2 separate regions of the Mus musculus genome follow, and region 2 is linked to region 1. A link is a contact called in public Hi-C data. All regions are on one chromosome and are shown on one strand. The core of a region is the stretch at or near the end of the contact, and the rest is flanking DNA. Distances in the headings are between cores, read along the strand shown. Region 1 has its middle 89 kb from the start of Gm33073. Region 2 has its middle 10 kb from the start of Gm33317.

Evidence for each region. A called contact is a pair of places that touch in the nucleus more often than the background predicts.
Region 2: a contact with region 1 is called in a Hi-C map of myocytes, with 2.5 times the contacts expected there. The contact joins two enhancer-like sites. A contact is called at or near these places in 7 of 39 promoter capture datasets (the C10 cell line, embryonic stem cells, hematopoietic stem and progenitor cells and 4 more), 1 of 15 datasets of contacts at CTCF or cohesin (pro-B cells), 1 of 484 Hi-C or Micro-C datasets (myocytes), 2 of 115 datasets of contacts at active chromatin or transcription factors (both in the 230-238 cell line) and 1 of 9 other capture datasets (embryonic tail).

Annotation. Positions count from the first base shown.
Region 1 is chr13:83,206,337-83,212,554 of GRCm38.p6, reverse strand. No RefSeq gene overlaps it. Among named protein-coding and RNA genes, the nearest start is that of Gm33073, 89 kb to the right of the region's middle. Within about 2 kb of position 4,739, at least 10 of the 459 cell types and tissues checked have an H3K27ac peak or open chromatin away from gene starts, as enhancers often do. A contact at or near this core is called in myocytes, where this site is marked.
Region 2 is chr13:83,511,179-83,517,371 of GRCm38.p6, reverse strand. It overlaps a transcript of Mef2c not described here. Among named protein-coding and RNA genes, the nearest start is that of Gm33317, 10 kb to the right of the region's middle. Within about 2 kb of position 2,116, at least 2 of the 459 cell types and tissues checked have an H3K27ac peak or open chromatin away from gene starts, as enhancers often do. A contact at or near this core is called in myocytes, where this site is marked.

The sequences.
Region 1 (6,218 bases), core at 3,490-5,989:
CTACAAAGACACAAGGGAGCGGGAGAGGTGGTGGAGCAAGAATAGGAGTGGCCACTTTCCTGAGTTACAGAAAGGTTGCGGTGGTTTGTGGCATTACACTACCTCTGTTTCTAAACTGTGCAAAAACTTTCCATGTGTACATGATATTTAAAATTCAAAATGAAAATAATTAGAGCCAAGGGAAGAAGAGTAAGTGGAGTAGGGTAGTTGTGGATCTCTTTCAGCATTATCCTGTAAGGAAGGCTGTTGAGCTTGACTCCACACAATAATCTGAAAGAGAAGCACAATACCAATGGACCGATAATGAAGAAGATGGGCACCAAGTGTTTTCTGGGTGTATGACTAATACTTCTATGGGTAGCATGTTCCGTGGGGTATTGGTATCAGTGCTCTTTTATAGAGAGATCATAAAATACATGTGCTACTCTCAGAAGTCAGACAAAAGTTTTCTTGGTATAAAGTAGACTATGTCAGGCCAAATATCTGCTCAATAGACAAAAATGTTCCCCCATTTTATTTATAGTAAAGGATCAAGTTCTGTCCTCAGCAAGGAGCTGAGAGCTTTCCCGTAAGTCCACATTCTTCTCCCCAGCCTACATGATTTGCAGTGTTCCTGTCTTAACTTTGGGACAACTCGGATGCCCTCGATGTTTCTAGACCACATTATGTACATTATGTCTCAGAGTCCACACTTGCTTAGTGGCATTTTCTTTAACAACTGCTATGTTGAGCTCTCTTGACTGCTTTGAATCTCTGTAAGAGTCTCACAACCTTAATTATGTTCAGCCTTTTCCATTCTACTCATTTTGCACTACCAATGGTCTTCAGAAAATATTTAGTTCACTCTACTTGGTCCTTATATTAATGATTTGTGTTCTGATTCCCTCAAGAAATCTATATATCTCTTCTGCTCTTAGAGTGCCTAGGACTGTACCCAATACATAGTTAACACTCAAAAGGCATTTTTTGTTCAATGAGAACAAGGAGATTCTGTGTAGTTCTTATGTTGAAACATTATTCAACAAAATTGAATAATTGTATTTTATTTTGTCATATGTAGCTGTCAATATAAAAAGAAAAATATTCAAATTTTTAAAAATTAGATATAGTTTTATTGGAGTAAGTCATAGGTTGAATAATAGCCCCCATTCTTGTCTTATTTAAACTTAATGAAGTGTAAAATAGGATATGTATATTTACCCGATAATATTGTGTATTTGACATTGACATGGATCACAGCATTTAGATTTCATGGTTTCTTTGCAGAGTACACTAACTGTAAGACTCACTGAATATCAATGAAATGTCTTACATTTGTATCTATTGATTGGACTCTAGTTGTCTTCAGTCAAGTGCTATCTACTACCAATAATTAACCATCCGTTTCTATTTGAGAATTATAAAATAAAAATATAACTAAAGGAACATAATGCAGAAGGCATGATAGTTTGAACTTAGATATGACACCGCTTTGAAGCTTCCCAACCTTAAACATTTTGCTATACTGCGGTATTGGTTGTACATAAGTAGGACAAAAAATGTCAAGCAAGTATGGGCATATGTTGTGATGAAAATGAAACATGGGGAAAATTGTTTACCTTCTGTGTATTTTTATAGAATTATGTGTGACTGAAATTGTGTTTCTTCCATGGCATGTCCTCATAATTAAATATGAATAACACCTAATGAAGATGAAACCAACAACCAACCATGCTGTGGATATTGTAGTTAGCACGTCATGTGCCTGCAAATCTTCACTGGCATAAAAAGCAAACAAACAAACAACAACAAAACAACAAAAAATAGTATGGTCAAATTTACTCACCAACTTCAATAAAAAGTATAGCATTTATGAATTCTCTGTCTCTGTCAATGTCTCTCCCACCCTCCCTTTCTTCTTCCTTCTGTCTGCCTGTGTGTGTGAGAGTGTACATATAATTGAAAAGAAAGTTTTATTTTCCTTGAATGATCTTTGACTTGCATGATTTTAAAGATGGTGGAGAACATTCTTTAGATACAGGGTATGCATACGATTGAAACTGTGCATTAATCCGAAGTATAATGAGATTGCATCATACGTGTTCTTGAGAAGAGTATCACACCATAAAGTCCATTTCTCCACTGTGGTCCCTTGACATTGCTTCGTCTGAATAACTGCACCCAACAATTCTGATACAGTAAGAAGAGCAGGGGACTTTCTTTGGCCATGTAATACGCTATCTAAAGAACAGATTATTAATTTTCTTCATCATTTTTTTAGCACTTAGCTGTCAGTTCTGTCTAGAAGATATGAAAATGGGAGGAACCTCAGGGCAGCATTGTTAGTGTGCTGCAGGGAGACATCTGTGGAAATTCTTTCTGGAGTATTACCCTGCACACTAACTCTGTGCCATACCCAACCAATCTCTACGTCCTTGGCCTGCTTCTTCTACACATAATTAATATCATCTACAGATCCACTATTATTTATGCTTAGTGTACATTATTTGTTGGAGATTTTAATTTAATAGGGGAATCTGCCATGTTTATTGTCATATCCAGGGTCTAGTGTTGTACCTGACATATAGTAAACATTCAATAAATCTTTTCTTGCATAAACAAATCAACAATTCTACACTTTCTTCAAACCTAATTGGCTTAAGTATAGCAAAAATTTATTTTCTAAATTGTCTTTTATTGTAGACTATAAGATGCTTTAGAACATTGAATGTAGATTTCCAAACAGTAAATTCAGAAAATGTAATGCAAATAACATATGGACTGAACAATTTATATTTAGGAATATGTATATATTATATAGGAATACAGATATATATGTCTCTATATACACATATATGTATTAAACATTTATGAATGAAACACAATAAAGAGACCATGAATTGAAAAAGAGAGACAAAAAGTATATGGGATGTGGAGGAAGGAAGGGAATAGAGAAATGTAATTATATTTTCTCCAAAACTAATAAATAAATAAATAGAATAACTTGGGGGAAACAATTTTTAGCTGATATTCTGTTTCATAAAATTTCTGAAAAAGGGTGATAGCGCAAATTTACAAAACTTTCTTAGTCTCAATTAAGCCTAGCCGTTACTAAATATTGTTTTAATGTTATAGGGAGGTAATAAGGCAGATCACTCTTCAGCTTGGAGCTATGGATATAAAAATCATTTTTGACGACAGGCTTACAAAGCAATCTGTTTAAACAATGACTGAGGGAGACTTCCCTTTAGGGCTGAGTGCCTTTTCCTCTGTCTCTCTGGGAGGTTAGCTGTTCATTCCCCACAGTCTTCCTGGCACTTTCTGCATTCATTCATTAGCACTTCCAGTACTGTGTGGTAATGAGTCATTGGTAGTTAGATCTCACTTCTGGATTATGGGTCAATGAGATCCAGGTCTAAATGAAAACATTTTTCCCAACTTAACCAATGGCCTCATACATAGTGAACTTTTAATATTTGCTGGCTACAAAAATTAAAGCCCTGGATTAGTCTCCATGGCAGCCTTGCAGAGTCTTCTTTTTGTGCACACTCTCCTTCACGTGTTCCTCTCACAAAGGAAGTGGTTAGAAATGGGTGGTACCTAATATCTAGCTTCTTATAGATTGATACTCACAGAATACAGATACAGCTGTATGTGTGAATATTATTTAATTTCTCCAAATTTAAATTCACTTTAAGGTTTATATTTCTCTTCTTTTCTTCCCGCCCCTCCCCTCCGATCCCATCCCCTCCCCTCCCCTTCCCCTTTCTCTTCTCTTCCCTTCCCTTCCCTTCCCTTCCCTTCCCTTCCCTTCCCTTCCCTTCCCTTCCCTTCCCTTCCCTTCCCTTCCCTTCCCTTCCCTTCCTTCTTTCCTCTCCTTTTCCTTCCCCTCTCTCTCTTTCTTTCTTTCCTGAAAAACTTTTCTTACCTCAAACTGAAGCAGAGCCAAAAAAGCAATAGGAAGCCTACCGTCCTCTTGTCTGTATTTACTCTGACAGAAATAGCACTGGACTTTTGTTATATGAGGTTTTCACATGATTTGAGGGGAAAAAGTTACAACCTGCTGCTTGGTTTAAACAGTAATGGCAAAAACTAAAAATAAACAAGATTCCAAATGTGTATATGGAAATTAAAACACAATTTTGGGCAATTGCTGTAAAAACTTCCACTCTCTTTATACACCTTTAAACTTAGCCCCAGCCAGTTCTGCCCACAAAGGCGACGGTTAACTGATAGGTCTACTCTGTGAAAGGCCTCTTCCAGGGGCCACATCTTGAGGAGTTTGGGGGAAGGGAAGTGTGTGGTTCTCTCTAAATCTCATCCAGAACGTCTCTCCCCATCTGACCCTGGAAATTGCTGCAATTTTGGCTTCCTGTGGTATGCAGTTAAAAAAGAAAAAACTAAATAAGAAATGGTACAAATACACTTTACCAGCGAAGGTAGGTCATAAACTCACTGTGCTTCGGCTGGCTACATATCGAAAAACAGCCCAATTCAGTCATTGCCAGGCATCAACCATTCAGATTCCTTGAAAATTATTCAACAACCAGGCCTACTTTTATAAATGAACACACATAAGAACATGCATATACAAATTATAAAGTACGTATAAGCAATTCTCTTAAAAGTAAGAGAAAACTACATTTATTATAAGACATTATTTAGGAAATGTCTTCTCTTGAGACACCCTGACTGAGGTTGGAGAAAGGCAGTGTGGAGAGGAAGACCCTGGCGAGGGAAGCAGTGTGCGTAGGTTGCCATAAAAAGAAAGGTCACTGTGAATCAGCCAGCTAAGTAGCCTGAACTAAGAATATCCCAGGGCTGCCTGTTGGACTAAGATGGCTTTGATGAAAAATGACAAAAGAGATTGACAGGGGCATGTGAACCCTTGCAGCTGTCCCATCTCAGGCATTCTTCCGCAGGGTGGCTACTACTTGGATTTTACCGACAGCAGCCATTTAAAGAAGTGGACACCATGTCAAATTCACCTTAGAATGCAGTTGGCAATAGAGGATCCATTTGATCAGCATTTGTAGACTCTAACCACTTCACTATTTGCACTGGCCTCTTATGATGGCCGCTAATTTCCCTTATTATCTTCTATTGATCTAGTAGTTCATTATTTACCTTAATCTAAGAACTGTTTCCAAAGTTCAAGATCTTTAAATATTTCACTGCTTAAAACCCAGTATTAATGTAAAACGGTGCAATATAAATTGAAAACCCTTGATTTAAATACGTTGTATTTTTTATTTAATTGTCAAAATACATTTATCTATTAATGATAACAAGTTGTTTGAAAATTTGATATACAAATGTGGTAATTGCTAAATGAAGCTGACTACGATACACATTATTAATAACATGAAGTGAGGTATCTCCTGGATGATATTGGGGTACTCTTAGGCAGTCTATAGGTCCCGAGGGAACCTATCTTGCCATGTCGAGTAACTGCATTAAAACTATATATAATTAAATGCCAAGTGTGATGGTGCATGCCCTTAATCCCAGCACTGAGTTTGAGGCTAGCCTTGTCTACCTGAGGAATTCAGAACATCCATAGCTACATAGCACAGAGACCACTCCTCAAACAAACAAACATCTATCCATATTATGTATACTTTATGTAAGCTGATAACTAATATCTTTTTCTGTGATTCTTTCACACAGCCTTACTGTCCTTTGTTCCTCCCTTGTTGGTCTTCCTCTGTACTAGCCTCTAATTCCTGTTTCTAACTAACACCTCCCACGCTTCCCCTCCCTCTCAGAGCAGCTGTCTTGCTATCCCCACAGGTGGTGTGTGTTTTCTTTGTCTAATATCAGGTGCCTCTGTAATTTAAATTTAAAACTGATATGTCAATCCCTCCAGCATTACTCTTTTTGGTCAGTATTGCTATAGCTATCTGGAGGTTTCCAAGCTTCCAAATGAAGGTTAAAATATTTTGCTCTATTTCTCTGAAGAATGTTGTGAAATTTTAATTGGAATTGAATTGAATCCATTCTATTCTTTTTGTAGGTCAAATATTTTCGCAATGTTAAGTCTTCCAACACATGAGTGTAAGAGATCTTTCCATCTTCTATGACTTCTTCAACTTCTTTCTTCAAAAATTAAATTGTTTCACTGTATTTCAACTCCTTGTTCAGGCTTATTCCCGGTTATTTTGTGAGGCTACTATAAATGAAAGTATTTCCATTATGCTCTTTTTAGATTAGTACATAAAAAGGCTACTAAATTTTGT
Region 2 (6,193 bases), core at 867-3,366, 310 kb before region 1:
GTAGTAGAGAGGATACATCAATGGTTTAGACCACAGGGCTCTACACCTCTAACCCAAAGAAAGATGTGTGTTCCCTACAAATAGGATAGATGCTAGACTAACACTTGGCCTTCCAAGTTAATCAAAACTAAAAAAAAAAATTATTCCTTCAATCACATTGTCCATATTTTAACTGCTAAATAGGCCTGTGTGGGTAGTGGGACCTCTGAGGTAGGCATAAAAATATGCCTTTTATTACATGGAGTCATTCTGCCATAGTTTTAAGGGAAAATATTCGCTTAAAACTGCATTATGTTATGTTGATAACAGGCAGATTTCTAGGATAGTCTGCATTTCTAAGGAAGTATATTACATCACATTGGCAGCAACGTGAAAAGTTTTAAAGTCTGAATTTTAGTGTCTTGCCTGCTGAGAAAGATACTGGGAAATACCCAGTCCATGTACCTTTTTGTTGCTTTTAAATAAGGAAGGTGGGTCAAACTCAGAAGGCCTAAGTGATCCACATCTCTAAAATTGGAACGAAGCTTAAGTCTTCTGATGGGTTCAGTATCTTTTCTGTTGACCAGGACATCTTGGCTGGCTTGGCCAGGGAAACTGACTGTACTAGAAGGTGCCTTGATAGCTTTTAGGTAGTTTTTTTTTTTGTTTTTGTTTTTGTTTTTTTTTAAGAGAGAATGCCTCTAAGCATTCACCCTAGAGAAAAATGCATTTCATAAAGGATAAGCTGCATGAGGACTAACACTGTCTCCCAAACCTAACCTGCACGATTGATAGTGTCAGACAGCCACATAATGCTTTTGCAAAGAGAACAATTGAGATATAATACTGTGTTTACTTGTACTTAAAACTTATGCAGAACTAGCATTATGCTTTTAAAATAAATGGTAAGCAATATAAAAGTAAAAGAAAAAGGTGTTATCTGAGGTGAGACTTGCTAGCCAACTATAATCCTCCTCACATTTGGTAAAATTATCTCATTCACTGACTTCACAAAGGAGGGATTTGGTCTGAAATGTTAACAATGTAAATAATGAAATTACAACTAATACTACATAAGATGGGTAATAAACAACCAGTGCTATCAGATTTTAGACTGAGCATAAACTTTGGGACTTCAATAGGTTGCTAGGGGATTCATTTTGCTGTATCTGTTCTTTACAATTTTCATTGTTAGCTCATGTGAATGTTCATATTAATTCTGCCCATTTATGGTACATTTATGGTAATTAACCCTTAATGAAGATGATCTCTGTTCACATCAACATATTCACTGATGGAAAATAATGCTAAAATGATCATTCTTTTGAACATTGGACTGATCCATATTTGAGCTAATATCTATGTCTCATGTCAATTTACCGTTTGCTCATGTTTGAAAGGATTCTTGGCATACTACCTGAAATCTAAGATGCTATATGAAAATGCCTCAGTGCTCTGCAGACAATGAAAGTCTCAGCTTCTCCATAGCTGTTCAGCTTCTCCATAGCCTACAAGTGAAAAGGCTGATGGGACTCTGAAGTGAATATAGCCAAACATCAACTGAGGGAACACAGGCTAACTGATCACTCACACCCCAAGCTTCTTGCTCGGTGACTTGGTTTCCTCAGGTATACTCCACATGTGGACTCTAGTGTGATATCATCCATGCTTTGCTATGAGGAATGAATGAGCTGCTTGACAAGGAACAGGGCTGAGAAAACAAACTGCAGTAATTCTGTGAGAACAATTCTCACTTCCACACTTCCAAGTCCCTACTCACTCCTGCAGTGGTTGTCATAGAAAAGTAAGTGGGTCATCAGAGACTTGAGGATTGATTCAGGATGGGGACAGGTCTGAAATTTTACCTTTGAAGAATTGGAAATCTCTCTAGACTTAAAATCCTGTTTTCCTGGGTCAGGTTGACTTTTTCACAGGTGTGTGGTCTCCAGGCTACTTTTAGCCCTCGTGGCGGCTGCTCTCTGCTTGTTAGCTGCCTTGTGGCTGAAAACGCACCAGATGCTCCAAGCCCATCCTTTTCACCCCAGTTGACCTTTGGAATGCAGTTGTCGGCCAAGAAGACACTGATATCCCCAGTCTCCTGCTAGCAGATTCTTTAGGGCAGTGGCTGCTCAGATAGTCTCCTGATGTCATTGCAAATGTCTGATGGCCATCTATGGCAACTAGACTGGGCACAGGCCTCCTGGGAAGGGGGAACTCATGGAATGCCTAATGTAGCATTCTGTTCAAGAAGGATCTAAGGGCAGTACTCTGTTCTGCTGCATGTGTGCTAGATATCACTTCTGCATTACACTATACAATATGAAAAACATGGCCTCTCTGGACTGTTAGTAATGTCTGGAGTGGGACACTCATTTGTCTATTGGTATAAGTATATATTACAGAAAAACCCGAATCAGTACATTAAAGAATTTTTTATGAAGTGTTCATGGTAACATTTTTATTAAGAGAAAAGGAGTCTAGAAAGAAGGGGCTAGCATGACAAACTGTGTTCCCTCTACCTTTTAATGTAATTTTGAATGATTATTATATTTATAAATGAGAGTATATATTCTTTTAAAATATCTTATTTATAACCTAAAAATTTAAGTTAAGCAGAGTAATTTAAGAAACTTAAATTTTTTGTTAAGATAGAAAGAAATATGCAAAATATCTGCTTCCAATAGGTGTTAGTTCTATGTAGATTGTACATAGGTATATACATAATTATCCTAATATTCTCACTTCCTAGAAAGAAGGACATTTTTGATCGTTTTGGATGAAAGTTTCCTAAATATTTTTGGAATACGGTGATAATAAAGGCTAAAATGTCAACAACAGAAAGAAAATAAATGTAAATCAGTGGCTAACAACAGTCTTCTTGCTGGTTTCGTCTTTGAGCCAAAGACCCAAACCAATAGATTTGACTCGCCTTTGCTCTATTTATATTTGAGTCTTTCAAAGCAATTATATTTATAATCTAGGTGTAATACTTGAGATATATACTGAAAAATTCAATATTTTTAGTATGTATATAAAATACTTCTCATTTTTATGACCACTTGCTACATTTTAGATTGCACCAATTACTCTATAAATGTTATTACTTTTATCCAGACTACAGCCTTTTTAAATGCTTTTATTATTATCTCTATCTGATAGATTTTAAGAACAAAAATGTAAACTAATGCCTTACTTTGTCTGCTCAGATAGTCCATAAATGTCAAAGGACATGAAACCAGGCTTATTCACTTCCAAAACTCTGTTCTTAACTATGATACTTTTGGAAAATCAAATTCAGCAGGGATTGATATAATCACACAACTGGAATAACTTCTGAAAAATACATCTATTCACAGGTTATCTGCTTCACAGTGGCTACTCCCAGGCACTAGTCACTCACAGGTATTTTTGCTTGAGTCCCTTAGAGGTCTCCTTAGAAATTTGCTTTGTATTCTTTAGAAGCATCTCTGTGCTAAAGAATCAGTGTTGTTATTGTTGACTTTTGTTGTTGTTGTTGTTAAAAGTAAATCTAAAGCACATGTTTTAAATAAGGTGAAAACGAGGATTTGATCATAAAGCATCAAATGTTTGACATTTGGACAATAAGCAGACATTGAACTACAGATAGAAAAGAACAATTTCAAGCTTCTTTCTGGAAGGAATGTATAGCCTTTGAAGACAGAGGTTTGATGTGCAGCATTGGCCAAGTCTGGAAGTCAGTGCTACTAATCGATAGGTATATAGGAGATAGGATAGGAGAGGTATATAGGAGATAGGATAGGAGAGAGCCAAAGGCAGAGAAAGGTAAACCTGACAGGAGATTAGAACCCAGATTTACCAGAGAAGATGGACCTAGCCCTAACAGTTTGCTGAAAGAAGGATATGAAATTTTATTTTTGCCTGGCCTATAGAAAATGTCCAATAAAGTATTCCACATTTTTATTTCATCTTCAACTGTCTCTCATGCCCCTTAGAAACATATTACTACCAGGTACTTAATGATATTTAAAACATGTACTCTTTTCTCTCAGGTTTTGTACTTTAACTATGTCATTTCATGATTTCATTTGATATTTAAAATAAAATATATTTATGCTAGTATGTTGATTAAATCAGCACATATTACACTAAGATAATTCATATTTTATGGGTGGTAATATTAGCCTTGTCAGTGCTCTGGAGAATATAATTTTCTTTTATATTCATACTAGGTTTTATCAGATTCACATAAGTGAGGATAATGCTTACCTAGAGTAAGGATCGATGATTGTGTATTTTGGTTATCTCAGAAACCTTGTTAAGTTGCTTAATGAGTGAATAACATTGCATTTGGACTTAGGAGTCTGCACATAAGTGCACAGGATGAGTCATTTTCTACAACTCTGAGATTTTTGGCTCCTATGAAGTCAGAGATCTCCCCTGTGTCCCAATAGCCATGTGATGTCACTGAGACTTGTCTGGCAGTCGTGTAACATCACCAAGGCTTGCCCACTTATGCCCTTCCCTTCATTCACGTTCAACTTGCCCTTCTTTCACCTTGGACCGCTCATCTCACCCAGTAGCACTTTTAAAATCAATAACAGCTCCATTGTGAGTGTCTCTACTTCTTTTTGCCTTCTACTGATGTGACTTACAAGGTCCTTTCATCCTCAGCAGCCGGGTAAGCCCCAGAATTCCCATGGATTATATTTTATCAGAATCTGCTGCTTCCACTGACTTATCCACAATACACTATCAACAAATTACCTCTTTAAGTGAATATTTTTAAACTTTTAAGAGAAAAACCAGTCCATACATTTCCTGCTGTGTTTCTAAAGGGGCTTTTATGGCCTCAAGTCCATTCCATTGACAACCACTTAATAGTACACAAGGAAGTAAGGGCAAATGCACAGGAAGGACTTGAGGAAAAAAATTATTGCTTCTGAAAATGTTAGGTTGGAAGATGAGCTCTCTGCCAGCTCCTTGAAAACCCATGCACTTGCCCTTCAGATTCTTTAAATTCCCATCCTGTTTGCTTCTCTCTCTCCATATATATATATATATATATATATATATATATATATACATGAGTGACACACCAACTAAATAAAAAATGTGTGTCCTTTGTGTTATAGCTTCGATGTTCTCATTTAGCTTACTGCATGTATATTCCTTTTTATTAAAAGTCATTAGATGTAAAATTATTAGTTACTCAGTAATTTCTTGAAGGGAATTAAAGAACCCTCTATAATAAGCACTTTTTCTTGAACAGAGGGCATACTATTTAGGAGCGTTGAAAGGTCAAAGGGCAAAATTTGTTATGCCTTATCTCTATCTTCTCTATAAAAATCACAAATAGATAACTTTTTGTCAAAATAAGATAAAAATGGAATAAAATGAAAATGAAAACAAAATACTCTCCAACTTTGTGTGGTCACATAATATGAGTGACTGGAGAGATTTTTACCAGGCCAGTGAGTTTTGTAGTAATCATCATCATTCTGAGGGGACTGGAAAGAAGAGGGCTTGTCTTGTGTCAAAAATTTCATGAGAAATTTTTGCAACATTTTTTTTCTCTTGACCCCTTTAGCAATCAATAGTCAGTCAACGTATGGCTTCCCTCTTCTACTTTCTCTTCTTTTTCCTTTTCTCCTCCACTTCATCCCTTCTATTCTTTTTATTTCATCCTTCATTTTCAGTTATAAATTTCTTCTCAGTTGTCAGTACAAGGGTCCTTTCATATTAATGACCAAGTACCTTTTCTGTGTAGAATTATTTTCATTTTAGAACTATGGGATAGTTCTAATAATTTTTTCAAGTCTTTTAAAACCACAACAGATTAAATTCCTCAACAAAGGTCTTATACTGAAAATATTGTTATATAACTTATGTGATATTTTTCCTATTCATCACTATAATGATGATTCATAATGAACAAAAATGGTTTGTTTCATATATTGTCTGTGAAAGATTTATATTTACCATCCATATGTTCCTAACTCAGCCTTACATAGCTTTGAGAGTCTAGTCTATGTAGCCTATGGATATAAAACAATTCACCCAGAAGAAAATTAAGCCCACTGCCTCTCCAGATCAGCAGTAAGCATTCTTAGAGTGTTCACTGTCTGTCTTCTTTTGCTAAAATAACTTTCCTGAAGAGTTAGTTGAAGCCATTTTGTCTACTTAAAACTACATTATTTAGTGTCTTAAATTAGTATAAGACTTGAATAAGATC